Regions from separate parts of the Mus musculus genome. Here all the other regions are linked to region 6. Evidence: chromatin contacts called from public HiChIP or PLAC-seq, Micro-C and promoter capture Hi-C data. All regions are on one chromosome and are shown on one strand. The core of a region is the stretch at or near the end of the contact, and the rest is flanking DNA. Distances in the headings are between cores, read along the strand shown. Region 1 holds the start of Six3os1 (SIX homeobox 3, opposite strand 1). Region 2 has its middle 7.2 kb from the start of Gm33596. Region 3 holds the start of Sos1 (SOS Ras/Rac guanine nucleotide exchange factor 1). Region 4 holds the start of Map4k3 (mitogen-activated protein kinase kinase kinase kinase 3). Region 5 has its middle 16 kb from the start of Gm33596. Region 6 holds the start of Pkdcc (protein kinase domain containing, cytoplasmic). Region 7 overlaps Map4k3 (mitogen-activated protein kinase kinase kinase kinase 3).

The links. Promoter capture Hi-C pulls out the DNA fragments that hold promoters and counts their contacts. A called contact is a pair of places that touch in the nucleus more often than the background predicts. HiChIP or PLAC-seq counts read pairs in DNA pulled down with a chosen protein or histone mark.
Region 1: a contact with region 6 is called in a Micro-C map of embryonic stem cells, with 9 times the contacts expected there. The contact joins the promoter of Six3os1 here to the promoter of Pkdcc in region 6. A contact is called at or near these places in 1 of 39 promoter capture datasets (pre-B cells), 3 of 484 Hi-C or Micro-C datasets (all in embryonic stem cells) and 3 of 115 datasets of contacts at active chromatin or transcription factors (all in embryonic stem cells).
Region 2: a contact with region 6 is called in a promoter capture Hi-C map of liver, with 4 times the contacts expected there. The contact joins the enhancer-like site here to the promoter of Pkdcc in region 6. A contact is called at or near these places in 6 of 39 promoter capture datasets (the C10 cell line, hippocampal neurons, liver and 2 more) and 1 of 115 datasets of contacts at active chromatin or transcription factors (stem cell-derived neural progenitor cells).
Region 3: a contact with region 6 is called in a promoter capture Hi-C map of liver, with 3 times the contacts expected there. The contact joins the promoter of Sos1 here to the promoter of Pkdcc in region 6. A contact is called at or near these places in 3 of 39 promoter capture datasets (the C10 cell line, cranial neural crest and liver), 1 of 484 Hi-C or Micro-C datasets (embryonic stem cells) and 3 of 115 datasets of contacts at active chromatin or transcription factors (astrocytes, embryonic stem cells and forebrain).
Region 4: a contact with region 6 is called in an H3K4me3 HiChIP or PLAC-seq map of embryonic stem cells, with 6 read pairs. The contact joins the promoter of Map4k3 here to the promoter of Pkdcc in region 6. A contact is called at or near these places in 5 of 39 promoter capture datasets (the SN4741 cell line, cranial neural crest, embryonic stem cells and 2 more), 1 of 484 Hi-C or Micro-C datasets (embryonic stem cells), 6 of 115 datasets of contacts at active chromatin or transcription factors (embryonic forebrain, embryonic stem cells, epiblast stem cells and 1 more) and 1 of 9 other capture datasets (embryonic stem cells).
Region 5: a contact with region 6 is called in a promoter capture Hi-C map of cranial neural crest. The contact joins the enhancer-like site here to the promoter of Pkdcc in region 6. A contact is called at or near these places in 4 of 39 promoter capture datasets (the SN4741 cell line, cranial neural crest, hippocampal neurons and 1 more), 2 of 115 datasets of contacts at active chromatin or transcription factors (embryonic stem cells and stem cell-derived neural progenitor cells) and 1 of 9 other capture datasets (embryonic stem cells).
Region 7: a promoter capture Hi-C map of liver shows a contact between it and region 6, with 4 times the contacts expected there. The contact joins the enhancer-like site here to the promoter of Pkdcc in region 6. A contact is called at or near these places in 6 of 39 promoter capture datasets (the 3T3-L1 cell line, hippocampal neurons, liver and 1 more).

The regions. Positions count from the first base shown.
Region 1 is chr17:85,616,170-85,620,186 of GRCm38.p6, forward strand. Six3os1 (SIX homeobox 3, opposite strand 1) reads right to left here and starts at 2,227. Exons shown (of 4, transcript NR_038085.1): 1 at 1,888-2,227. It also overlaps a transcript of Six3 not described here.
Region 2 is chr17:80,800,509-80,804,017 of GRCm38.p6, forward strand. No RefSeq gene overlaps it. Among named protein-coding and RNA genes, the nearest start is that of Gm33596, 7.2 kb to the right of the region's middle. Within about 2 kb of position 1,298, at least 162 of the 459 cell types and tissues checked have an H3K27ac peak or open chromatin away from gene starts, as enhancers often do. A contact at or near this core is called in hippocampal neurons and liver, where this site is marked.
Region 3 is chr17:80,478,078-80,481,874 of GRCm38.p6, forward strand. Sos1 (SOS Ras/Rac guanine nucleotide exchange factor 1) reads right to left here and starts at 2,376. Exons shown (of 22, transcript NM_009231.2): 1 at 1,760-2,376. The coding sequence starts at 1,846.
Region 4 is chr17:80,726,207-80,729,753 of GRCm38.p6, forward strand. Map4k3 (mitogen-activated protein kinase kinase kinase kinase 3) reads right to left here and starts at 1,819. Exons shown (of 34, transcript NM_001290345.1): 1 at 1,588-1,819. The coding sequence starts at 1,683. It also overlaps the pseudogene Gm9959.
Region 5 is chr17:80,824,080-80,827,786 of GRCm38.p6, forward strand. No RefSeq gene overlaps it. Among named protein-coding and RNA genes, the nearest start is that of Gm33596, 16 kb to the left of the region's middle. Within about 2 kb of position 1,537, at least 65 of the 459 cell types and tissues checked have an H3K27ac peak or open chromatin away from gene starts, as enhancers often do.
Region 6 is chr17:83,213,708-83,217,572 of GRCm38.p6, forward strand. It overlaps Pkdcc (protein kinase domain containing, cytoplasmic), which reads left to right and starts at 1,576. Exons shown (of 7, transcript NM_134117.2): 1 at 1,576-2,397. The coding sequence starts at 1,759. It overlaps Gm34686 (a long non-coding RNA gene), which reads right to left and starts at 1,427. Exons shown (of 3, transcript XR_001782234.2): 1 at 1-1,427.
Region 7 is chr17:80,657,725-80,661,409 of GRCm38.p6, forward strand. The region is part of intron 3 of Map4k3 (mitogen-activated protein kinase kinase kinase kinase 3); the gene reads right to left. Among named protein-coding and RNA genes, the nearest start is that of Map4k3, 68 kb to the right of the region's middle. Within about 2 kb of position 2,022, at least 7 of the 459 cell types and tissues checked have an H3K27ac peak or open chromatin away from gene starts, as enhancers often do. A contact at or near this core is called in liver, where this site is marked.

The DNA.
Region 1 (4,017 bases), core at 977-3,476, 2.4 Mb after region 6:
TTCTCCGAGGGGTGTGAACTGAACCTGCCCATCCTTTCTCAAATACAGGCCTAGAGTTCTAGTTGCCTGGAAGGTTGACCTTCCAGAAAGTGTGAGGCCACCTGGGGAGAAGTGCCAGGCCTCCTGGGGAGACCAGAGCAAAGGAATTTGAGGGGGGAGTGGAAAGCTGACCCTCCCCTGTGTACCAGCCCTTCTGACGTTCTAACACTAGTCCAGATGCACCTTTAAGGAGCTGGGCTGGTTAATTGATTTACAGCTGGCCCTGTGGGGGAAAGTTCGTGGTACCCACGGGTGAGCTAGACCTAGTGGCTGTAAAATCCACTTCCCTACTTTCCCACTCACACAACCATTTTTAGCTTGCATACTCCAAGTAGCTGGCTTCTTTCTCCAGGGGCTAGATCACCGTGTAGCCAGCTAGACTGGGTTTGTGCCCACCCTCCTGGGCCCGGTGGTGGGAGGTGTTCAGGTCCTAGACGGAGCCAAACCCCTCTTGTTTGAGGATGTGGGGGGTGGAAGGGCCTTTAGCGGGCGGCGGGGCTCATTAGGCAGAGCGGGGTGCCGAGAGGTGCGCGCTGCCGGCCCCAGAGGCCGCCTTTGAGCCGTCGGGGCGGCTTCATTAAGCAGCGCTAACAAGGCGTACAAATGCCGGGCCCAGCAGCTTTTTTGCAATGGTGGGGCCTTAGCAGGGCGCCAGGCTAATGAGGGTCACTCAAAGGGGCTGATCAAATATTCAAATTTCCCCTCACGCCGGGAACTTTTATGCACCAGGAAAGTTGAGGCAACTGAGCTGTGTTTACTGTCCAGAAGGACAATTACGTGGAAGCCTGGTGCCCGGAGGCTAAAAAAGGGAGGGGATATAAGGGGGAGGGAGCAGTTGTTGTTGTTGTTTTTGTTGTTGTTGTTGTTGTTGTTCAAAGGAAAGTAATCGGAGTCCCTGAAGGGCTTCGGGGCCTCTCCGCCTGAGTACTGCGCTCCCCTGCGCCCTCCCTGGCGGTCTGCTCCAAGCTCCTTCGTTTGCAGCTTGCGGGGAGGCCCAGACCACCCGCTACCCAGCAATCTCTCTGTCTTCCAATGTCCTAGAGCCCGGAAGAGGCGTTGCCCCCAGGACAAACCTTCCTGACCGTTTGGGTCGGCTGTTCCGGGTTGAGCATGGGTGAACTGGGTGTAGCTGTCCCAGGCCTTCTGGGACTCGCTTTCCTGGGCTTTCCCTGTAGCCCCAAACAAGGAGGAAGTGTGCTTCCCGCAAAGTCCTCTGACTGTATGAGACGTTATCAAGGCTGGGTTGCAGCTGATATTTGTAAATAAATGCCCCGCAGAGCAGGACTGAACACTCCCCAATTCAAATGCTGCATTTCTCCCCGCAGATCCGGTAGGCCAGGGTTGAAGGGTGGCGACAGATTTATCTGTGCAGGTGACCTCTGTGGGTACCAATGCCATAGATCCACCAAGTCCCCAGTCCTTGAGTCTGAGAGGAGAGAGAGAGAGAGAGAGAGAGAGAGAGAGAGAGAGAGAGAGAGAAGAGATCTAGAGGCCCTACAAGCCAATCCCCTAGGGTTTTGTGGCTCTGAGAGTATCGGAGTGCAGGCGGTGCTCAGCATCCCACCCACTCTGGAAGTGCCCTGGGCTCCATTCCGAGCCCTCGCTTTACCCACCCCAGATCAGGGAGCAAAGCAGCCTGGGTCCTTTGCACCAGCTCCTCTCACCAATGCTCAGCGAATGGGATTTTGGGGAGACTCCAGAGGTTCACAGACACCCTCTCCAAAAATGCACACACCCAAACCTTTTAGATCAAGACCCTGCGGAGCCTCGGCGGGATCCAGTCCTACAAAACGCATCAGGAACCACCCGCCCCGCCTCCCTGCTCAGCTTTCAGGACTCTCAACTTACCGGCTTCGGGAGGCAGCATAGGGCTTCCGGCCTGGGCTGGAGAAGCGCAGGCAGCGTTGTGGCCAGGAGGTGGGCTCAGAGGGCGGCGCAGAGCCTTGCTTGGGGAGAGGCTCTCGGACAGTCGGGGTTGCTGCGGGCCCGAGCCGGGTAGGGTCGCGCTCAGAGCTGTGCGCCCTGCCTGCGCCCTCCTCCCGGCTTAGCGCTTACAAGGCGCGGCCGCCAGAGAACTGCAGAGCCCCGCGGGTCCACCGGAGACCAGGCACTGGAGGGAGTATAGGGCTGGCCCCGAGCAGCATCTGTGATCCTTTTGCCTCAGTTCTTCATGAGTGGCGAGGGTTTTCGATTTCAGCGCTGTCGGCACAGCCCTCGGCACCTGCCCAGCCTCCCTCCAGGCCTGGATCCCCCCCACTCGGAGGCGGGGGGTTGCGGGGATTGGGAGGGACTGGCCGGGTTCACCCGCCCGCCTGGCGCCTGGGTCCCCGGCTCCGGGGGATGCAGTTTCGGGGTCACGAGCTGCTTTCAAAAAGTTGAACACAATATTCGGAAACCCACCCGTAGGAATTCTCCCCCTCCACACGCGGCACAATACCCACTCCCCTCCCCCTTTTCATTCCTTCCTCCCCCTGCTTCCTCCTCCTGCCCCTTCTCCCTCCCACCTTTCAGTCTATAATCCTTCCCCCTACAAGAGAAAGGGGTCCGGAAGAAAAGATGAAGTGTCTGTTTTTGTGTCCCAACCTTTGGGCTCTTTCTGGGCCCGCAAAGAGCGACCGCCCAGAGCCTTGCAGTTGAGCGGAAAAGCACTCCTGGTGCAGATGAAGATGTTTGGAGAGAGAGAGAGACCGCCAAAAGTGGGGCTCGACGGATCTACCTTTTAGGGTGAACATTATTCTGCCCTGGTCAGCGAGTTTAGGCCCCTGAGCTGCCCCCTGCTAAAGAGCCAGTATAGTCCCCTAGCCTAACCCAAACATTCGGTGTCACCCTCAAACCGAGTTTGCACTCCTCGGCCCTTTAAAACCTGGCACTGTCGGATCAAGGCCTAAGAAAGATCCGAGCTTGAGATTTAGGGCCTGCGACCATTTTGGCTCCAGCCTCCAGTTGGGTTCACGTTTAAATTCTCCCACAACTTCTTTTTTTCCACTTCTCCCTCATTGAGCTCTCCTGAGTGGTGTGTACCCGGCGCCGCGCCCCCAGATCTGCATCGGAATGTAGAAAAGATCTTTTTAAAAAAAGTTTTGAATTCCTCAATGATTTTTCTTCTGGAAAGGCAGCTTAGGATAATTATTTCAGCTTTATTGAGGGCAGATTAGTTGAAGTCTGGGCGCTGCGTTTCAATACGCGTTGTACATGGGCCGACAATGTGGGCATTGTTAGCTACTGTGTGTGAATCCATTCAACATATACACTTTTTAACACCAGTCCGAATCCTGTCTAAATATACACAGTGCGTAGGGAAAGATGTCTCTGACCCGGACAAATCTGCGTAAATCACACTTCCATAGTTACAGAAGCCTCACAAAGGGAGGCCGGCCTCAAGATGCAGATTACAACTTCTCACAAGCAACATACCTAAGAATAAATAAATGCCCGGGCCTGGCCCAGAGGCTGTGGTAGCCGCAGGCAGGAAAGACACTCTGAGTTCTTTGGACAAGGGGAGTCTGTTTCAGGGTTATGATATTGCTTTATGTATGGAGAATTTTGGCTTTAATTATGTATTGTAGTTATTTACATTATGAGCTTTCAGGCCTTGGGCGCTTACTCAGGGTGGCCTCTAAAGTTTCTGTATCTTTTGGGGGATGTTGGGCATGACAGGGGTTGTACCCATGGTAGGAAAAGTGGGCATCCTCCCCTAGGTCCAGAGTCCCTAGGTTTCTGGCCTCCTGTTGCTAGTCTACCACTGTGGGAGACAGCTGAAGTCTGGGGGGTGGGGGAACAAAGAGTGGAGTTGATTTTGAAGACAGAGAAAGTGTAATGTCTCCACTGTTATAAAATGCATAGTGATGGAAAACTTCACCAATGCTTGGCTGGGAGCAGAACTGTGCAATGGTGTGGAAAGAGTTGGGAAATGTAGTCCAAGGGCACTGACTGGCCAGGAAAGCCTCATAGCCTCCTGCTTGTTAATCTTAGCCCTGG
Region 2 (3,509 bases), core at 48-2,547, 2.4 Mb before region 6:
GATTTTGTATTGCTCACGATTGACAGCAGTGGTTCTCAACCTGTGGGTGGTGACCCCCATGGCCACATGACTCACTGTATTAAAGGGTTTCAGTATTAGGAAGGTCAAGAGCCACTGGTCCAGAGCCAAAACTTTTTGGAGAAATGAACAGCTCATCAGATCTGCCTTGAGTTTGTCGGGTCCCTGTAGTCCCCAAGGCCAGAAGGTCCACGCTGCAGTGTGTTATATAAGTGGGTGTGGTGGTGGTGGGGTGAAGGTGTGCTGTGCACAGCAGAACTACAGTGTGTTCAGGGCATGCTGGGATCTGCAGAAACATTTTCCAGTAAGGATTCGTGTCAGTTTCAAAGTGCTCAAAACAACCCTAAAAAGAGTGTGGCCAGAAAAGCTATTATTGCTGCCTGAAATCCTTGTTGGAACAAAACGTGAAACAAAAACGAGCGAAATAGAACAAAGCAAGTCATTGTGTAGCGAACCTCACCGTCCAGTGTACCTGGCTGGCATGTGGGTGACTCAGGAAGGTCAGGAACCAGGCTGTGGCAGTTGCTTTAAACCTCTACCTTTCGGTGTGTTTCGGGGGTGGGGGTGCTATGTCCTTGAAGGGAGCGTGGGTGAAGAGCACTCCTGCCTAAAACCGCGTGGGTTTCCCTCCTCCCCCATATCCCTGTCCTGTTTTCTAGAAACAAGTGGATTCATCGGACTCGCCTGCCGATGACCCCCTTCTCTATTTTCTGTTCCCTTCCTTGAGCCTTCCTCCATCCTGGCTCAGGGTGAGCCGACAGGAGGAGCACAGAAGGCGCCGACCTTGGGCATAGAGGCAGAACTGCCCCCCCACCCCCCACCCCCACCCCCACGCCCCCACCCCCCGCTTGAACTAAAGCAGTGGCAAACCCTCTCCTGAAATTTCTTTCTCGCCCTTCATCAAACTTTTGTTGGACCTGGAAAGGAAATGAATTCTAAAGGCAGGAAATGACCCAAAGACCGGAACAATGTGTGCAAATCTAAACTCGTGCTTCCGCCCTTTGGTTACAAAGCATTCTAATCTGTGTCCCAGGAAGCCTAGCCCATTGCCAGATGGAGATCTGTTTTCAGATCGGCTCTTGGCATCTGCCACTCCCAGCTGGTGACATTCGCACGTTTCTGAAAGGCAAACCTGTCCCCACATCTTCAAACTTCTGGAGAGGTGTAGCCCCAGGAAAGTCCTCGAGGCTCTGGCTGACAACGCCAACCATCTGAAGCACTTCATCTGCGGTCGAACTGTTGCTGGACTCCAGCCTAGAACGCCAGCACACGGAGTCTGTTCTCGAAGATCTTCAGCATCTGAAACCAAAGTGTGTCTCTGCTGCCAAAAAAGGCTGGCTCCCTCGCCTGCTTCATAATCCCTTTCTCACCAGGCGTTCCTGAAGAAACCCGATGAGTCAGGGAGGAAGGAAAAAAAAGTGTCTGAAGGAAGCCTGGGGGTGGGTTGGCCTCTACCTCAGCCTCAGAAAGCCCCCCCCCCCTTGTTTGGCAATCCACTAACGCTTAGGGGTTTGATTTTTTACTTTTCCCATCTTCCCTCTTCTGTCAGCTCTCACCTCCAGAGAACCTTCATTTACCATTCCTGTAATTAGCTCTGCAAAAAGCTGGAGGCCCTCGGATGGGGAATTAGTCACTCTTGCAAAGATGGTTAGACTTCACTTTCATCCCCAGGAGCAGGGCGAGAAAAAGCGCCCACTCGGACTTCCAGAAGAGACCATTATTCAATAGCTCCGTTCTGACTCGGGGCTTGTGCTTTTCCCAGGCTTTTTAATTTTTATGGGACTCTGTACATCTGTCTTCCTGAAAAAAGCTAGGAACCAGTTGAAGTCTAAACACCGTGAGGTGGCTTGTGGGATATCTGCTTCTAACAGGTATCCCACTGAGGCTAAGGGCCCCCTCACCCTTCTGTCCCCAGGCAATCAGAAAGTAGGTTTTCTGAGAAAATGTGCTTAACTCTCAGCGTTTCTGAAATGCCAAACAGATTGAAGGATAAAGAGTCTGGCGTGTTTGTTGACATCTGGCTTATAGATAAGCTACTGAGAGAAAGAAGGGAGAGAGTCAACGGGGGTCTGGTGAGAATGGGACCCAAGTAGGCGCCGCTCTTCTGGCGCTCGGCACCTGTCCTGGAGTGCAAAGCCACTCTGCGCCACTCTCTCAAATTGTGTTGTGTATTATGAAAGAGGTTTTTAAAATGTTTTGATAAGCCGGGATTTATTCTTGGAAAGGGAATATGGGCCCTGTTACAAGATAGGAGCTTAATGTCAGTGCAGGTCGTATCAACTGTGTGTGGCTGTGAGCAGAGTCACGAAAAGCTTGGCGAACTCCCAAGGTGGCTTGGAGCAAACTCGCCCTTTCTTTCCTTTGCCTGTAGACAATGAGCCCAGGACAAAGCCAGACCTAAGGAGATCATCTTCCCTACTATGGACATCAGACAAACAAGATAAATAGTTTGCGTTCTTATGATGACAATGGTGATAAGAGAAGCTACTGAGCCCAAAGAAAACAAAAATGGATTCTGATTGCAAGCTATGTTTATAAGACACGTGCCCCCCCCCCCCAACAGAACAAACCAAAACAGAACAAACCCACAAACCAACCATGCTGTCAGAGTCATGTAACTTGACCCTGAACTTAGTTAGGGCACATGAAATAAATACAGTTTATTTCAGTTTATTTATTTATTTCTGGACAGAAAACTCCAGATTAGGTTAATGTACAGTTGAGGGCCGTTAACAATTAGCAAGAAAGGCACCAGATTTAACTTATTTTTGTACTGCTTCCAGCCTTGATTATCTGTTAAAAATTTGACATAGTTAAGTACAGTTAGATTGTTTTAATACGTAAGAGAGACATAGAATCTATTATGTGCTCTTTGCTCCTTAATTGGAATGTGTAGCCATCGAGGGTCTCATCTTTTGTGTTCACAGAATGACAAGCAGTGATACAATTTATGATCTGTACCATGATGGCCAAGCTTGTGTTTTGCTTAACTGCAGGCGTTTCCAGGGTTCTGGCTAGACATGCCCAGCGGATGCTGGAAGTTTACAGAAGAAGAACAGACTACTTGCTTGCAAGCTGGACCGTGCTCACAGGACACTCAGTCAACTCACAGGGCTATCACAGGGCTATATTCTCCACATATGGGAAGCTAGAGATTGCTGAGGTCTCTGTGACAGCAAGGTGCACTACATTAGGTTGTGCCACTTGGCCAGCTGAGGTGTCTCATCTGAGAGGTCATGGTACTCAGGAGCTATTGGCATAGTGCAAGCATCCAGATCTAGACAAGATGGATGCTAGGGTTTGAGAAGACGTCTGGTTCCTGATTGGCATACGCATTTGTTTGAAAGCCACGTGTACTTTTATTTTTTGTTTTTCTTGCTTCACAAAAACCAAAACAGAACAAAACAAAACCCCAAGATTTAATTTGAGGCTCAGTGAGTAAAGGCATTTACTGCTAAGCCTAATGACTACAGTTTGATCCCAAGAGACTG
Region 3 (3,797 bases), core at 1,126-3,625, 2.7 Mb before region 6:
AAACCTCAGAGTTTATGTGATAGTTCTCATTTTAAGAAACTGGTGACTGCCGGGAGGTTGGTGGCGCACGCCTTTAATCCCAGCACTTGGGAGGCAGAGGCAGGCGTATTTCAGAGTTCGAGGCCAGCCTGGCCTACAGAGTGAGTTCCAGGACAGCCAGGGCTATGCAGAGAAACCCTGTCTCGAAAAAAAGAAACTGGTGACTAATTACATACATTGAAAAACAAAACAAAATCCACAATGCCAGCCACACAAAATAGATTTCAGCAAGGACCACCCAAGTGGCAAGTTAGAGTAGTCTGCCAACTTCTACAATGCTCTGTCTACCATTCTAAAGGAGCCTCGAGTGTTATTTTGGAGGTTTCCTTAGAATAGGAGCTATTGCTTTTAAGCCATATACCTCAAACTGGTTCTATGAGAGCTTTTGTACATATAAATCAATTTTTTGTCTTCATCCTGTCCTGTCAAAATACCAAACTTCTAGCATCATGAGGCATTCTTCTCCAATTCTCCAAGCTAAGCAGGCAATTGTGCAGGTAAAGCCAATGTAGAAATGGACTGAAGTCTCATGGAGTCATTAAGGATGCACAACAAGGTGGTCTCTTTGATTTTCTTAGAAAACATACAGAGGTTTGTAAGTAGGGAGACACTTGAGGATAAAGCGCAGGAACCTAAGTCTGAAAGATAAAAGCAAAGTCTTCCAACAAAGCCAACAGTTTCCACATAACATACCAAGAGGGGAAGGGGAGAACAGGGCAGACGAGAAACTGAAAGGTACTGGCCTCTGGGAGTATGAAATACCTTTCAAGACTTTCTGGTAAAATAGAAAGGCTCTGCATAATGGCACAGTAAACGCCAGGTACTCAGTAGTAACAAAACTGCATTTTAGCAAAGATAGCACGAAAATCATCTGAGCAACAAGAAATGGGAGATTAAATTGTAAAACAATTTCTACAGGTAAGGCAAATGAAAACAAAAACCAATCTGGTTGTTTTAAAATCCATTCAAGCACACCTGTTTCAGATGTCTTAGTACAGTATTTACTATGTCACTAAGTGTTGCTGTAGAAGCTGTTAAAATGTAGCAACATTCACGAATAACTTTAACCACTGGCAAACAAAAATCCAAAATGCCTAACCAAAGGACAGACAGTTGCTTTAGAAGCTTTTAAAATGTAGCAACATTTCCAAATAAAAAGATGCAAAACACCAAACCAAATGACGTTCAAAGATTCTCAGACACTTCAAAAGAACCAATCTGAATACAGTGGCATGTGCATCACCGCTGTAATGGGGGAGGGGGTCAAGAAAACGGGGAGTTATGACTGAGGACGAGCACAGCCGAGCAGGCCATGTTCTTGCTGGCAGGCAACCTCGCAATTACTTAGGCAAGCACTGTGGCCAAGGCACTTTCGAGCCAGTGAGAGTACCGGACTCCTAAAACGAGAGGTTGACCGCAGTTCGGAAGATCGAGAAGGTAGGCAATGGCCTTCGTTGACCTCCACGGAAAACCGAGGCTCCTCCAACCCCCGCCTCCGCGCTTGGATGATCCAGACCAACCCTCCCCGACTGTGTGCGGCCTTCCCACGCACCCCGGGCGAGTGTCAACAGCTGGAGCAGCGGACGCGGGGAACCTCGCAGCCCGAGCAGACCTCCCCGAGATCCGAGACCGGGAAGAAAGACGACAGTGGCGCCCCGCCTCCCCACCCTCGCCCAGCCCCGCGCGGACTGCGGCCGGGAAGCGGGTTCCGCGCCCCTACCTTTTTCAGCGCAGGCACCAGCAGCCCCCGCCACTTGGGCGCGTTCTCCTCGCTGAAAAACTCGTAAGGCAGCTGCTGCGCCTGCATGGTGCCCGCGGGGCGCCTCGGGGCGGGCGGAGGGGCGGCGGCTCGCGGCGCGGAGAAGGGCCACAGCCCGTGCACGGCCCGGCCCCCTCGGGGCGCCGCGCGGCCCGGCTAGCGCTGGCGAGGAGTCTGGGGGGCGAGGCCCGCGGCCGGACACCCACCCGACACGCGCGCCGCTCGCCGAGAGCCAACGCAACCCGGCGGCGGCGGCGGCGGCATCCCGCACCACCGCCCCGGGGCAGGCCCCCCGCTCCGCCCCGGGCCGCCCTCCGCCGGGGCTGCGCTCCCCGGCACGGCCTGGCCCGCCGAGAGACGGCGCGTGGATGGACGCTCCGGCCGGTGGCGCCCGCTCGCCAGCGGGGAACTCAAGCGAGAGGCCCAGAACGGGACGAAGCGGGAGCAGGGGTCGGTGGGGAACGGGGAGGGCCCGAGGTCGCTGCCGGGGAATCCGGCCGCTTGGCCGTCGCCGCCGCTGCTGCTACCGCTGCCGCTGCCGCCGCCGGTGTAGCGCCGGAGCTTCCTACTAGCAAACTGAACCTGCTCGCAACTGAGCATGCGCCGCTGGCCCGGGCCGGTTCGCTCCGGGTTTTCCGGCTGCCCGCGGATGAGGAGGGGTGCGCGCCAGAGGCTGGGGAGGGCACTCGCAGAGGCGGGGCTGAAGGACCCTGAAGGCGAACCCGCGACCCGAGAACCTGGGTGTGGGGGCCTGCGAGCAGGCGAAGCGCCCCTTTTGTGTGGTCCCACAGCCCGGGAGCCCATCCAGCTCTAGGAGATCCTAGGCCCTGTGTTTCAGAAAAGGGGTGTGTGTACTTTGTTCCCAGCACGAAGATAAGGAGTGCCCCGAGCATGCACTGTATACTAAACAGATTGCACAAAAGATAGATCCCTCTCACAAAAACAAAACAAAACAAAACAAAAAAAAAAAAAAAACAAAAGGCCCGACTGCTCAGTGTTTGTCTAGTGGGAGGAGAGATTGCCTGTTTCCATCTGCCTTTCCATGCCATGAGGACGTAACGCATACGTGTAGTATTTATTGATCATGTGTCTATTCAAACCCACAAGCTTTTATTTATGGATTTAGTCCATCCTGCTTGGGATCTTTCATAGCTTCAACTGGATAATTAGCTTCTGGAAGGGAGGGATTTCCCCCCAGCCCTCACCTCGCCTTGGTACAGGACCCAGGATAGAGATATGAAAATCACAGAATGCTATAAAAGCAGTATCTATGAATTGTCCGTCCATCCTAAGGATGGACTTGCTTCCTGTAGTGGCACTGTGCAACGCTGTGGCACATGTGCTCTATCATTGAACGCTTTCTTAGTAAAACGTCTTAGTTTTCAGTTTTCATTTCATAGATGAGAAGACAGTTGGAAGAACCATGCTGTTTTGTAGTACAATAAACAAGATCTCACAGATGAAAAATGTTTGAAACCACCATCTTTTAGACTACCTCTTAGGATCTGAATGAAATCTACAAGCCTTTCCTTTTATAATACATGTACAGATTTGCATCTTAAAAAAAAAGAAGTCCCCCTCATTTTGAACGTGTTCAGTAATAGTTTGAAGTCCATCCATTAACCATCAGAGTAGTAAGACAACAGCAGACCTGCTGGTGGGAGGGCTCAGCCAGGAAAGAGCAGGTGCAGCCAAGACTGGGAACCCAAGTTCTGTCTTAGATACCCAAACGCTGGGAGCAGAAAAACTGACTCCCAGAAGTTCGTCTGATCTCTACACATGGCCAATGGCAGGTGCACCACACACAAGATAAATATAATTTTTTAAAGAGAAAGGCAGAGGAATTATAGCTTAGGAAGGACTTAGAAAAGGAATTTCAGAGAACAACTGATATATCAGTTATTTTCAACAACTGGTTTGTGTGGTCTTAAGTGACTGAACCAAATCAACTATTATAGAAAACTATTCCTTGGCTTCTCGTTATTAAAACACATTTCAA
Region 4 (3,547 bases), core at 569-3,068, 2.5 Mb before region 6:
CACACACACACACACACACACTTTTAAAAACGAAAGGGAAAATCCTTATCTAATTTCACCTCCCTGGCAGGACTCCCCTAAGTCCCACAGCTAGAAGGTCTATAGGAACCAGGGTCCACATCCAGGATCCCTGTGGCTGCTCAGGTTCCGTCTTTCTCAGCTTCACACTGGTGTCTGTGGCCTTCGGATCATGACCCCTCTACGTGGCTTCGTCCCCTCTCACCATTGCCCTGAGCAAGGCCTTATCATCTTCCAGATCTTGGCTAGAAGCTGCCAGACTGGAGGGGGGACAAACCCAGCCCTCTTGTTCTGTGCTAGCAACCTTTGCCAGACCCTTGACGTCCTCTCTACACAGAATACGACTGGAATGAAGTGAAACTCTGCTGTTTAATGCTGTTCTTGTCCAGGAAAAAAAAAAAAAAAGACTTCAAATAAATCTGGGTCCATTCCTGTCTTTAGTTCATCAACACGTGGCTGCTAAGTTATACACTGGAGTTATGCTCCACACACCTTTGTCAACAGAGGAAAGTGTGGTGCTATGTGATCATTCACAAAAGCCAAGCAGATCACTCACAAAAGACCTGAGGTATTGGCTAACTTACCTTATGCGTTCCATTGAGGCAAGAATAAAAAGCCCATTGCTTTAGCGTGGGCAAAAATAAAGTGAAAACTAAACTTTCCAAGTCATACTCTGGGCATCCTCAGGTGTTCTGGAAAACAGGAGCCCAACTTCAGTTACCATGTAAGTAGATAGGCAACTAAATCAAGACTGCTGCCACCTTTGGCACTATCCGCCTCCCTTCTTGGCAGACTCCGCGAGGCCAAGAGTTTTACTGGCCAGGGAAGAACGATTTATCCTCCCACATTTAGAAGCGATCCCTCTGCAACAGAAACGCTGTCCTGCTAAGGAGCTCTGAATTCTAACCTTGTCAAACCAATACTCTTCCTAGATACTCGACTCTCACACACACACAAGAAAGAAAAAGAAAAGGAAAAATATCTGATTCCTATGTGTCACTGACAAAAACAAACCCCATTATCCAATTCTTTTTGGAGGAAAAAAAAAAAACCTCGAAGTTGCTGTCTTGCCTCCAAAAACCCATCTCTTTTTACAAAACATGACTACTTGGAAAATTACAAGGAACTGACAAGCAGATGTTAAGAGGCTAAAGGCTAAAGCACGGGCAGATGTTAAGAGGCTAAAGGCTAAGCTGTCGATGGAGGCTGCCCAGCGTTAGGACAGATCCAGCAGGCCCGGGCGGACAGTAGCTCCCAGCCACCGGGGCCTATGATCCCAGGTCCCGGAGAGGCACGTAGGTTTGTCAAGCGCCAAGCCCCAGCACCGGGGTTCGTCACACAGACCCTGCCCAGGCAACAAGCGCCCAGCCCCGCTCCGCCCTCCCAGGAACGCAGCGGCTCCGGCCGCAGCCCTTCCCGGGACTGCACGCAGGAGAGCCTGGGAGGGTCAGAGACCCGCGCGTCCCGGGCACAGCTCCGGCGAGGACGCCGAGGGCTGAGGTCCCCACGCCTGCCTCTTTGTTCCGTCCCCCGCGGCGCAGGCCCCGGCTCGGCCGCCCCTGCCCTCACCTTGTAGACGTCGCCGTAGGTGCCGCTGCCGATGCGCTGGATCAGCTCGAAGTCCTCCTGCGGGTTCCGGCGGGACAGATCGAAGCCCGGGTTCATGGCGGGCCCCGGGTGCCCCCCACCTCCCTCCCGGCCCGGGGAGGGGGGGCGCTCACGGGGGCCGCACGGAGGGAGCGCCCGCGGCCGGCCCGGCTCCGCCGCCGGTCACAATCGCCCGGCTGCACGCCGCGGCCGCCGCCGACCACGACGAGCCGCCCGGCGTCCCCGCCCCCCGCCGCCGCGCCGAGCCGGGTCACACCCACCAGGAGAGGAGCGCGCCCGCAGCCCCTCGCTCGGGGTGCAGTTCCAACATGGCTTCCGCCCGCCGCTCCGCTCCGCCCGCCCGCACGCCCTCCCTCCGGTTCCCGGCCCCGCTCGCCACTGCGCAGCCGCCATCCCGGAGGCCGCGCGCTCCCGGCGGGCCCTGCGCGCCCCCGGCTCGCGCGCCCGGTCGGGACACGCCGGACGCGCCAGACTCCGGGTAACAAAGTTGGACTCGCTGCTTGTGGTCCCAGCCCCAGCCCCAGCAGGTAGTAGTTGCCACGCACAAGACGGTATTCCCCAACTTTCTAAGAGCAAGTACATCCGAGAGCCCCGACCCTTTCTTCTAGGTTTAGGGGAGGAGGTCCCCATCAGAAAGGTGAGAAAGACCCTCGGGGGACAGTGACACTTGGGCTCTTGGGGTTGGCTTGACAGGGGTGCAGAGAGAACAAGGGGCGGGGAGAAATCCGTGGAGGGAGTGGGCGGGAAGCAGTGCAGAACCAAAGCCGTGATTGACCTCTGTCCAGGGAGAAGGCTGGATTTTTCAAAGCCCGGGGCGGGGACTACGCAAGCTGTCTGACAACCCTGAGACGAGGGTGGTTGCAGAGGGTGTGGCCTGGACAGGGATCTATTCCCACACCTGAAATGTAAACACGTGACCATCCGGAAGCTACGTAGCCGCGACATTACCTGCCCAGAGCTCCACCCAGCATAAGATCCAGATAACCAGCATTACGTCCAGACTGCTAAAAGTTAGCTAAGAAAGGACTTAGGCAGTGGAAGGGTCAATGTTGAGTTCTTAGTAAACTTAACTACTACCCATTTCCAAAAGCTGTAGCGAGGTCCACTCTGGCGCTCTGTTGGATATTTTGCTTTAAAAATGCTTTTCTAATCTCTTTAGGGACCTAAAGACTAATGTGCCTTAATGTCCAATTCCTTCTCAGAAACTTGGTCTCATCAAACCTTAAAACCTTTCTATCATGTTACTTACAGTAAACTTACCTATTGACTAAATTCCCAAATTGTGTGCTCCAAACCATACGTGGAGTCATCCAAGCACTTTAGTTATCCCAAAGCATCAGATTGTGACAGGGTTGCAATTCTGCCCCAGGAGTGCACGTCACAGGATTAATTGAGGATAAACCTTAAGGCTGTGCTATCCTGAGCTCCTCGGGACGAGGCATGGTTTTCCCCGCTTCCTCCCGGTGGAAGGCACTTGCAGGGGCTGAGGAGCAGGCCTGCCTTCTGCCTGTGCTGTGGGCGGAGAACTGTTTGTCTTCTTTAGGCTAAACAGGCAGATAATTCTGGATTCAGATAAGGAAATGGAAGTCTCTCAAAGCAGGACCTGCTCTGCTTGCTTTCTCTGCCCTTTTGTGCTTTAAAAAAAAAAAAAAAAAAAAAAAGCCAAGTTTCCAGGACTGAAAGCCATTCGGCTTGCACCAGAAAGTTCTAATGGTTTCACTGTTTTGTTTGCTGGGATTATCATCTCTGCAGATAACCGAGTGTTTGCATCACTAATAGGCTTCTTTCAAAGGGAAAAGACATTTCAGTGGGGTTGGAACAGGCTTTCAAGTTTTGTTTGTTCCATTTTGGCAAGGCTTAACTACTTCTTCTCCTTTTTTTTTTTCCCCAGAGAGACAGATTTTCTTGTAAGGGCTCGATT
Region 5 (3,707 bases), core at 287-2,786, 2.4 Mb before region 6:
TAGCTATGTATATACAGTGGTCTTAACTAGGATGAAACACCAAGCTTAAAGCAAATTGGGAAAGAAAGTGTTTATTTGACTTATAAGGAAGTCAGGACAGGAAGCTGGAGGCAGGAATGGATGCAGAAACCATGGAGGAGTGTTGTTTACTGTCTTTTTCTCCATGGCTTGATCAGTTTGCTCTCTTATAGAACCCAAGACCACCAACCTAGGGGTGACTCCACCCAAAATGGATCAGGCCCTTTCCATTCATCACTAATTAAAAAAAAAAAAACTATAGCTTTGCCTACAACCTGCTTTTAAGGAGGCATTTTCTCAGGGCCTCCACAGAGGTTCCTTCTTCTCAGAAGACGATAGCTTCTGTCAAGCTGACATCAAACAAGCCCACAGGCTCTCAACTTTCCTGGGCCTGTGACCCTTTAACACAGTTCCTCATATTGTGGTGACCCCTCAACCACAAAATTATTTTTGTTGCTACTTTGTAACTGTAGTTTTGCTAGTTGTATGAGTTGCAATGTAAATAGTTGATACACAGGATATCTGATATGCAACCCCCAAAGAGGCTGTGACCCACGGGTTGAGAACCATTGCTCTATGATGGTTAGTGATAGACACACAGGGGAACCGGTTACGGCTTCCTTCTTTGCAGGGTACTGCCAGACAAGATTCAGGAATCCATCACCAAAGATCAGCCTCGGAGGACATGTTGCTTTGATAGCAGAGATCTCAGGATGAGTGATTGCAATTAGCACTTGTTGCTATTTCATACATCCATATAGCTCCAATCTGTGAGTCGAATGATTTGTTCTCTAACGCTGGCTTAGTGTCGCTGTATTGATCTCTCCAACAGTGGTCCAGGAGTGGCTCCCTATGGGCTCTGATACCTTGGGTTTAGGAAGCCTCTGTATTTCACTCACTGACCGGTCGTGGCGCTGCTCTACCCTAAGGAAGAGTTCCATGTGGAGGCCTTGGGCTTGAAAGCAGCTTGCGTTTCTGAGCCCAGACCTTGAGAAGTGCAACTGGGTTCCCAGTGCCAATGTGGAAAGAGCAGCTGCAAAGCAACGAATAGAGAGCAGAGAGAATCTCCTAGGAGGAGAAGGGTGTGGCCCTTAAACACATTTTAGGATTACAGATAAGATTTCTATATCTGGGACTCAGGATGCTGACCCCAGAGCGCTACCGTGATGGGTCCCCTTGCTAATGGAGCTGCAGTTGTAATTGGAGCAACAGGCGCAGGCTGGCAAGGATGCTCTTTGTACTCTGTTTCACTGGTAGGAGTCTACTGTTCTTTGCCCTTGCTGGGTGAGTGGCCAGTGGGATTTAATGATGTGTCACACAGAGTTGTGCCTCAACCCTGGGAAAAGCATTTCAAGAAAATGCTCATCGGCCTTCGGGATCCTTGGACCATTAATATTCTTAATAGTGACAATAAAAGCTGAAGGAACTCTGGTCTCAGCAAGGGTTTCTAGGAGCAGCACAGTAATGAGCCAGCACAGCCCTGCCTGGGTGGTAGGGCCTCCGGGCTCGTGATCCGCCCCTGGCTGGCTGGCTCTCCTTGGTTTTTCCATTTTACCCCACTTCCTGGGCTCTGGTGGAAAGTGCAGAGAACACTCTCTGTGACCTGATACGTACGTCTTGTCAAACAACGATGTGGGAGTGCAGACGGCAGCCAGAGTTGGAAGAGAAGAAGAGAAGAGAAGGCATGTGTGTGTGTGTGTGTGTGTGTGTGTTACATTTCGCCAACAGAAATTACTTCATAACAAGCAGTGACAGAATGTCTGCCCGTGGAGCTCTGCAGAGAGAAGGAAAATTTATTTGGCGTTTGGTTTTTATTTTTTTATTTTTTTCAGCGAGCACAGGCCATTTGAAAGGAGTTGAGAGAAAGAAGAAAAGGAAAGAAATTTAAAGTGCCAAGAATAATCTATGTAGCACTCCCTCCCTCTTCCTGTTCATGTGAAAAGATCTTTCTATTGGGGTAACTCACACCAACCACATCTGGTTTTTCTCCCTGCCTTTTCTGGGCTTCCTGCCCCACCCCCACTCCTGCTTCCCACCCGAGCAATTGTCTAAAGCCCTAGGCAAACCCCAGTACATTGTTGGCCCCCAGAGGCCTCGAGACAATGTACGGTCTCTTTCCCACTCTACATGTGTCTCCCCCCGCCCCCACTTAAGACTGGCTGTCTGACCTTTGTATCTGCCTTATCTCGGCGACCTTGTGAAACATTTGCATCTAAGAATAACCTAGCATGTTATAAACAAATAGACCCAACTCCTGGGAAAGCCTCCCGGGAAGGTCCTTCCTCATTCCTGCCAGGAAACCCAAGCTGGGATGGGAGTCGGCAATAGAACGTGATTTTAGGGTCCCTGGCTGCGTTCAATTTCCCCTCCTGGAGCTTTTCGCTAGAATCTGGCTTCCCTTGACATTTCTCTCAATTTTCAAGGACACCTGGGCCATGGCCAGATATGGGCACCTTGGTTAGGTCACCTGGGCCATGGCCAGAGATGGGCACCCTGATGAGGTCTGGAAGCACAGCAGAGAGTGTGGGTACCCCCTCCAGTCCTGGAGAGCAGAGTTTCTGGGTGGGGTAGGAGAACTATGAATCCCGAGGGATTTGAGGGCACAGTTTTTGTTTTAATTTTAATTTTTTTTTATCTACAACTCTAGCTTCTGTGTTTCTCCTCTTCCTCTTCCTCCTCTGCCTTCTTCCTCTTCCCCTTCTTCCTTCTCTTCTTTGCTCCTTTCATCTTGGAGATCAGTTCTCAAAAGTTGGCCTTGAGCTTAATATGTAGCCAAGCATGCCCTTGAACTTCTGATCTTCCTATATCCTGCTGGGATTACAGGAATGTGCAACCATGAACAGGTTCCTGTAGTGCTGGGGATGGAGTCCAGGGTTTCGTGCTAGGCAAGCATTCTGCCACCAGAACTATGCTCCCAGCTCTTCCCCATTCTCCTTGGCATACGGTAATCTCCGACTCTGAAGCAGAGGCGACAGTAGGAAGAGTGTGCATGCTTATTTGCCTATGATTCTGCCCCCAAATTCAGGGCCGTGACCATTTCTATTCATCACCTTATTAAAGACGCATGTTTCTAGTGTTTTCTAGGGCTCATGCCCACTGCTAGGGAACTCTTTATGGATGGCTAACTTTCTAGAAGATTCAGTGGTGATATCTTTATTTCTGTCTTGAGTGGGTTTCGCACTTCCCATCTTGGCTCTGCATTTGTTGAATAGGGCCATGGGTTACGGGGGGCTCTCTCGCGACCTTGGAAGCGTCCTTTAGATTTTAATAGCTTTCTTGTTGTTTGTAAATTGAGTCTCTTTAAGATGATCTGAAACTGACTTGGTGAAAAAGGTTTGCAGCGTGTAGCCTTTTAAAAGCACGCTGAAGGGCTGGAGGGGTAGCTCAGTGGCGAAGATCGAAGATCAATTGCTGTGCTTCAGAGCATTCAATTCCCAGCACCCACGTGGTGACTCACAGCTGTCTGTAACTCTAGTTCCAGGAGGTCCAGTGCTGTCTTCTGTCTTCTGTGAGCGACGCAGACGCAGACGCAGACGCAGACGCAGACGCAGACGCAGACGCAGACGCAGACGCAGACACACACAGACACACACAGACACACACAGACACACACAGACACACAGTGCGCATACATACATTCAGGCACTATACTCACACCCATAAAATATAAATAAATTCAAAATTTAAAA
Region 6 (3,865 bases), core at 326-2,825:
GCCCCCTCCCCAACCTCCCAGCAGCTATGGGCCAGAGCTGGGCGGGGCAGCTTAAACAGGAACAGACCTATAGCGCACACTCCATCAAACCCACCCAAATCTCTCAGGGGGAATCATGGCCTCCTTCAACCTGCCTTTCCCATGACGAATAACTCAGCATGGTCCCCACTTTCTGAGTTTTAGGGGACCAAGAAGTCAGTCAGAGCCAGAAGGCCTACCTCAGTGCGATCACAGGCTGAACTTCCAAAAGAGCTAGCCGCAAGTTTTATTCCCTGTCACAGAGTTCCTCCCTGCGTTGGATAGGAACAGGAGACCTCTTGAGGGAAAACCCCTCCTTCCTAGAAAGCCCCTCAGAAAGGCGGCTCTGGATTCTTTCTCCAGCCCCTAAATTTTACCCCATATGCCGTCGCTCCAGCCGAATCCACGGCACTGCAGGAAGAGAGATAACTTTTTCCTGCCCAGAGCAAAGCAGGAGGGAGCCTGAGGAAGTGAGACGACCTCGGTGGACAGTTTCAGTGCCCTAGGGAAGTGGAGAGCCACGAGGGGGAGGGGCGGCAGCTTATCTCGCAGGAGGGGGGAGCTCACTCCAAACAGCTAATGCACTGGCGTGTGAAAGCCCCTCAATTAGCACTAATGATGCAATCAGGGAGGGAGGAGGAGGGACCAGAAGTTCTGATGGAGTCAGCACTAACACACAGGGCACACACTCACTCCCATCCTAGAGACACAGTAGCCCCTCGGGACATGCGGATGCACACATTCCACAGACAGATGTGCGTGGACACTAATGCACTCGCTGTATACGGTTCCGACCCCCTACTGGCGGGTCAAAGATCGAGGTTCTCGGGGATGGGGATGGAGCTGTGTTGTCGAGATGTGGGGATTCGGGAACCAGGAAAATCAGAAAGTCCTGGTAGAAGACAGTTGAAAAAAAAAAAGAATTCTTCCGAAACCTCCTGATTAACTCTGAGACCACAGTCCCCACCCCTCGCGCTCTCGCAGGTGCGGGGCAGCCTCCCCAGTGCGCCGCCCTTCATCACACCCTGAACCCGGGCTGTCCCAGAGCAGCCTCACCCGCAGAAGGAGGAACCCCTGCGCACTGCACTGCAGCCCCGACTCCCCACCTCCCCCAGGAGGCAGCGTGTACCCCTGAGATCCCCGCACCCGGGCCTTGGCGGCTTGCCCCTTGGAGCCCGTTACCCGCCGGCCTCGCCCCTCCAACTCCCCGCACCAGGTCGGCCAGCTCCGCTTTCGGCCTCCGGGTCCCGTTATCCAGCCTGGCCTCGGGCTTGGAAGCCCTGCGCGCGGCCGCCCCCTCCCCCTCCCCCGCTCCCCAACCCGAGCTCGGGGGGCCGCGCGCCGGGCAGGGCCGGAGCCGCCTCCGCGCCGCTTCCCAGGCCCGGCTGGCCGCGGGAGGAGGTCCCGCTGTCAGTCAGCGGGGAAGGCCGGCCCGGGCGGCCAGAGGGGGCGGCGCCGAGGACTGGCTCGGCCGGGCGCGGGGAGGCGCTGGCGGAGGGGCGGGCGCGGGGGTGGCTCCGGGCCTTATAAGCGGCGGGGGCAGGGCGGGAGGGAGGCAAGTGTCAGGCCGATGTGCCGCCCGCCGGGGGCCGGGGTCGGGGCTGCCCGGGCCATGCGCGCGGGCTGGGCAGGGGGCCGGCGCGGCGCGAAGCCGAGTCGCCTCGGAGCCTGAGCCGCCCGGGGCCGGGGCCGGGGCCGGGGCCGGGGAGCGGCGCGCGGCCGGCCGGGGGGAGGGGAGCGATGCGGCGCCGGCGGGCGGCCGTGGCCGCTGGTTTCTGCGCCTCCTTCCTGCTGGGCTCCGTCCTCAACGTGCTCTTCGCACCGGGCTCGGAGCCTCCGCGGCCAGGCCAGTCCCCGGGGTCCTCGGCAGCCCCGGGCCCGGGCCGTCGCGGGGGCCGTGGGGAGCTGGCCCGGCAGATCCGGGAGCGCTACGAGGAGGTGCAGCGCTATTCCCGCGGGGGGCCGGGGCCGGGAGCGGGCCGGCCAGAGCGGCGGCGCCTGATGGACCTGGCTCCGGGCGGGCCGGGCCTGCAGCGTCCCCGGCCCCCGCGGGTCCGGTCCCCGCCCGACGGCGCTCCGGGCTGGCCCCCTGCTCCCGGCCCGGGCTCCCCCGGCCCGGGCCCGCGCCTAGGCTGCGCCGCGCTCCGCAACGTGTCTGGCGCGCAGTACGTGGGCTCAGGCTACACTAAGGCTGTGTACCGGGTCCGCCTGCCCGGCGGCGCCGCGGTGGCGCTTAAAGCAGTGGACTTCAGCGGCCACGATCTGGGCAGCTGCGTGCGCGAGTTCGGGGCGCGAAGGGGCTGCTATCGCCTGGCGGCCCACAAGCTGCTCAAAGAGATGGTGCTGCTGGAGCGGCTGCGGCACCCCAACGTGCTGCAGGTACGACAGTGGGGTTCCGGGATGAGGGGGCTGGCTGGCCACTCTGAAAGACTCCTTGGTCTTACGGAGTAAATAAGTCTCAGGGCGTCCAAGACTGCCCAGTTGCAGCTAGGTGCAGAACCCAGATTAGGGAACCACACTCAGCACCACCCTGCCGGGGTCTCTCACCCTTTGGGTAGAACCCTGTACCAGCTTAAACGCATCCCGTAAAGACAGAGGCAAGGACCAGAAGGGTCCCAAGCTGGTGATAAGGCAGTGATTAGGAGTTGTGACCACAGAGGACCCTGCTGCTGGCTAAAGCTGGTGGAGTATTATCTCCAGTCATAGTGACCTCAGGTCCAACTCCAACATCCAGCTTCAGTCAGCTCCCAGATGCAGAAATAGGATCCCCCATATTGGTAGAGCCTGAACCATACTTTTTTCAAAGTCCAGCGACACGTCTGGCTTTGGAGGTGATGTTAAGCCTCAGTGGGTATGGGAGGGGCCCAAAAGGAGACCATGGATCTGACTTGATCTTCAGGGAGACCCTCATTTCTCACTGGGCTCACAGGCCATTGAAAGGGATAAAAGAGGCCAGAAAATACACAGCCTTTCCCAGAAGTGACCACAGGCTTCCCTGGGACTTCAAGTGGGTCCAGCTGAACCACAGGGGAAGCCTCAGGATTGTAGGCCAGAAGACTCCAGGTCTGCTAGTATGAATACCACACTCTTGCAAGTGTGCTTAGCCAAGAGGCTAGACGGTTCAAAAAGCTAGATGCATACTTTCCTAGCGAGAAACTCTGTCCTTGTTCATTGGGGGCACAGGCAAGAAGGATGCACCCCCACATCTCGTCCATCCAAGGTTGCATTTAGAACAGACCTTCACAATGCCACCGCCATCCAAACATAAACCCACTTCCCCTCTCTGAGTTCTCTGCCTTGGATAAGACTACTTACTCTCTATGCATATGTGTGAGGTGACTGAAAGGGGACCCCTGACTGCTCTTGGCTGGGTAACATAAGTGTGTGCAACCCCCCCCCCAGCTGTCCATACCACCCACCCACCCTCAGAGTCACTTTTCTATACCCAAAGAGCTGGCCAGAGGCACAGCAGTCCATCTTTTCTTCCCTCAGCACTGAGAAGGGGGCCCCAGGCCTCGAGGGATCTGTGGACCACAGAATAAAGAGGCCACAATACTACTTGTACTCCTAGTGGCTCCAAGTCTCCCTAGAACTAATGCCCCCAGTCCTGGCCATACTCTTGTGACAAGTTCTGTCAAGGTCCCAGGCCCTGCATTTGGTCCCAAACACCCATTGTGTGTGTTTATGTCTGGCTGCATGGCTAACACTGTGACTGGAGCTTAAGGGAGTGAGCGGCTGGTTACGTGGCCATTCTAACTGGGAGGATCTTGGTTGTTTTTTTTTTCCCTCTTCTGGGTTCTTGGGAATTTTCTGGAAACCCTGAGGTGCCAGCCAGATTCTGAGGAGG
Region 7 (3,685 bases), core at 772-3,271, 2.6 Mb before region 6:
CTCGGCAAAAGAATGAAACTGGAAAGAAGACACCATATTTGAGAGACTGGCTAATAAAACACATGCTGCCTGAAGAGACAATTACCACAGATGGAGCTAGAATAGGCTGGGGTCACACTGTAAAGCAATTCTTGGGTATGGGCCCCTCAGTACTTGGATAATTTTTAGTTTATCAACATCTCTTTGAAAATTAAAACCAAGCACTATTCTGATGCTACATGAACAGTGCATTATAAAGCAAAGCTGTCGGTGTGAATAGGGAGTCAAATATGGTGGTGTGTGGGGCAGCAGACCCTGCCACCAGGCAAAACTGGTAAAGCTGTACCAAAAGCTCAGAACCCCAATAAAACTCATAATTAAGAACGGCAAGAGTCTGAACTAGCTCCCAGTCAGGTTTCTATCCTGGAGCTTGTGACCACAACACCCCACTAGGAGGACCATGACAATCAGTCATGTAGAGACAACATCTCAAGTCCTTCCCCATGCAAATGGGGGTTCCTAACTTCTCAGGCTGAGCCAATGGGAAGATCTACTAGATCCCACCCCACCCCAAAAATGTTTATAAGGTTCTTGTCCACAGGGAATAAAGTGATGAGTTATTTCACCAAAGATCGTCTGAGGGTACCTGTCTTACTGAACTGTAACACTCCAGGGAACAGTTTTCTCTCAGAGTGCATTATGTAAGCACCTGGCCACCTGTCACCAACTCTGGGGGTAGGGTCATTCTAGCCATGCCCAAGCAAGCCCCACGAGATCTTTTATTCCCTAGGCTGGGCTAAGGAGTTTCTGGCTCGCTATGCACCAGTAAACATACCAGCAGGGGTGGGTGGGTTAGGCAGACCTAAGCATTGGCTTGGTTATGTACGATAGACCATGTGGCATACAGCAACCTCATGAGCTGCCAGGATGGAAACATCAGATAGGCTGATAGTAAGAAAGTAAAGCCCCAAAGAGATCAGAAACCACTTAAGACTGACAGTTTACCCTTGTGCCTTATGAATGAAATGGGTAGACTAGCACCATGGCTAATGTATATATTCCTTCTGTTGTTTCTGATACAGTACATATCAATAAATATATATACCCACAGAAATATCAACTGCTGCTCAGTAGCCATGTTTTAAGAGCATAGTTGACTATGCTCTTATTCAAAATGCAGAAGGCAACTGGCTCAATGGTTAAAAGCGCTTGTTCCTAATTGAGAGCATAGGTTCAATTCCCAGCACCCATGTATCAGGTCACAACTGTCTATAATTCCAGCCCCAGGGGATCTATGACCTCTGAGGGCATTGGACACCTATGTGGTACACATACATACATACATACAGGCAAAACACTCAAGCATGTTAAATAATAAAATAAGATTTAAAAATTAAAAAAAGTGAGAGGAGCACTTCCAACTAGAAGTCACTACACTAACATGTTTTAAATTCTCCATGGAACCCAACACCTATCTGCGTCAATGAAACACCATATTCCATTTCCTTTATTAATGCAGGTACGTTGAACAAGTATGTGAAGACCAGAGGACAAACATGGGTGCAAGCCTTGGGGATAAGGTCAACGTCTTTTGAGACAGGGTCTCTCATTGACCTTGAGCTTCCAATTAGACTAGAAAGCCCCAGCGATTCTCCTGCCTCTGAATCCTTATCGCTGAAATTATAAGTTAGCTAACAGGCCTGGTATTTTTTGTCCGTCTCAAGGGCTGGAGTCATTGTGATTGCAAGCCAACTGCGTTATCCTGCCATTCCTGGAGTTCCAGATATATTCTGATTATCAATTCTTTGTTGGATCAATATCTAACAAAGATGTCTCTATCTGCAGGCTGATCTTCACTTATATTATAACTTACAGTCATTTAAATCACTTTAAATTATTCCAAGAACTCAATGTAAACTTTAAAATGTGAAGTCATTACCTTTTCTTTTGTAAGAATAAAAACATCCCAACGAGAAGGGCTGATTTGGCTTTGCTTTCCACAAAGGCCAGGTTGGCTGCCACTTTTAAGTGCTCACTGATGACACAATCAATAATTTATTCATGACGTTTGCTGAGGAAAAAGCTGACATTTGATTTGACTGTAGTTTTTAGAAGTCGTCTTTCTCCCTTTTGTAAGTTAATCATTGATTATCTCTCATCTTCAATGTCCCCTCTATTTGAGAAAGGACATCTACGGACAGTGGATGACAATCACGTCTGCCCAATGTTCAGGGTGAGCTTACGTAAATCTAAAGCTTAGATTCACTGAAGGCGTCGAGCTGCCTTGTAACCACCTACTCACCTGTCATATGCTGCAGCTCCATTGCAGTAATGCTTTTCCTGCCCTATCCAGTATGAAAACAATTCTCCACAGCAGAGAAATGAACTGGAGACCAGTTGTCTGCTGTCTTTCCAATTCACTGCCACTGTCTTCCACTTAAAAGACCACATTCTCTGTTTCATCTTACTTAAATACAGTGTTAATTTACTTTATGCAGTGACTTTCTAGTTTATACAGGCAAAGAAAAAATATGGACCATATATGCTGATACTACTTAAAGATGCTAAAAATGCTTAACATTTATAACACTCCATTTGGTTAAAATCCATTATTATAAAAATAAATAAAGCTTGAATAGTCAGAATGTCTTAGAAAAATGACTCCATCTGCTCGCAAATGTCTCCATTGTGATGATAACTCTCAGTGCAGCAGGTCACCGCTGAACCATCTGTTCAACAGGACTGGGGCTGAGCCAATGGGCCCATTTGACTCAGGTCAACAAATTATATGGGTCTTTGTGGCTAGGCATCTAAATTAAAATAAAAGTAACCACAAGATCAATGTTAAATGATCCAGTATTGATGTCCTGCCTCAATAAATGTTTAGAAGCCTTCTCTTATTTTGTAAAATTTCCTTACTCAAAAATAAATAAATAAATATAAAAAAAATAAAAGTAAATGTGTGCCACTATTTTAATCTCCAGGCTGATGTTTATAAGAATTTATAGGGAAACAATGTTCTAACAACTGTTACATTGATCTCAAAGTCTTATTCCTAAAACATATTTTTTCATCTTCCCACATCCCACAGATTTAACAACAATAAGCTTTGTGTGGTTTATACATTGTTCACAAACACAGGAAAACAAAAGTGTGGTCCTGCTGCTGGAAGAGCACACTCAGCTGCGTCCCCCTGGGAGAGGCCTCGGTCCAGCAATCCCTGCACCACTGCATCCACAAAGTGATTCAACTTCATCCTAAGTCACCAGTGTGCAACTACAAAGGTCAACGAGCACTAGATATTTTCATATGGGCTAATTCACTCAGGCAAATTTGAAATCCTGATTCATTTTTAAATAGATGCTCAAAAGCATAAGGGCAGGTGTCCCACCCAGCGTGCTCTCCCTAGGGACTAGAAAGCGATCCGTTTACTCTAGCATCCCTCAGTACAGCCTCGAGTTCTCCAAAGTCCCAATGCCCTTGCAATCTGAACACACAAGCAGAAAACCGATGAGACCCAAATGAAGTGGAAGGCGTGCCAAGGCATCAGTCTGACGCTCGGGGCCTGATCTCACTGATACCGTGCGGCTGTGTTCACACTGGGGACAGGCGAGGGAAGGATCTACACAAAGAACTCTATTGCCTTCTCCACTCTTCGGTATCTAGTAAGTTTCAAAATCAAAGGTACGCTTCAAAGGTAACTGTA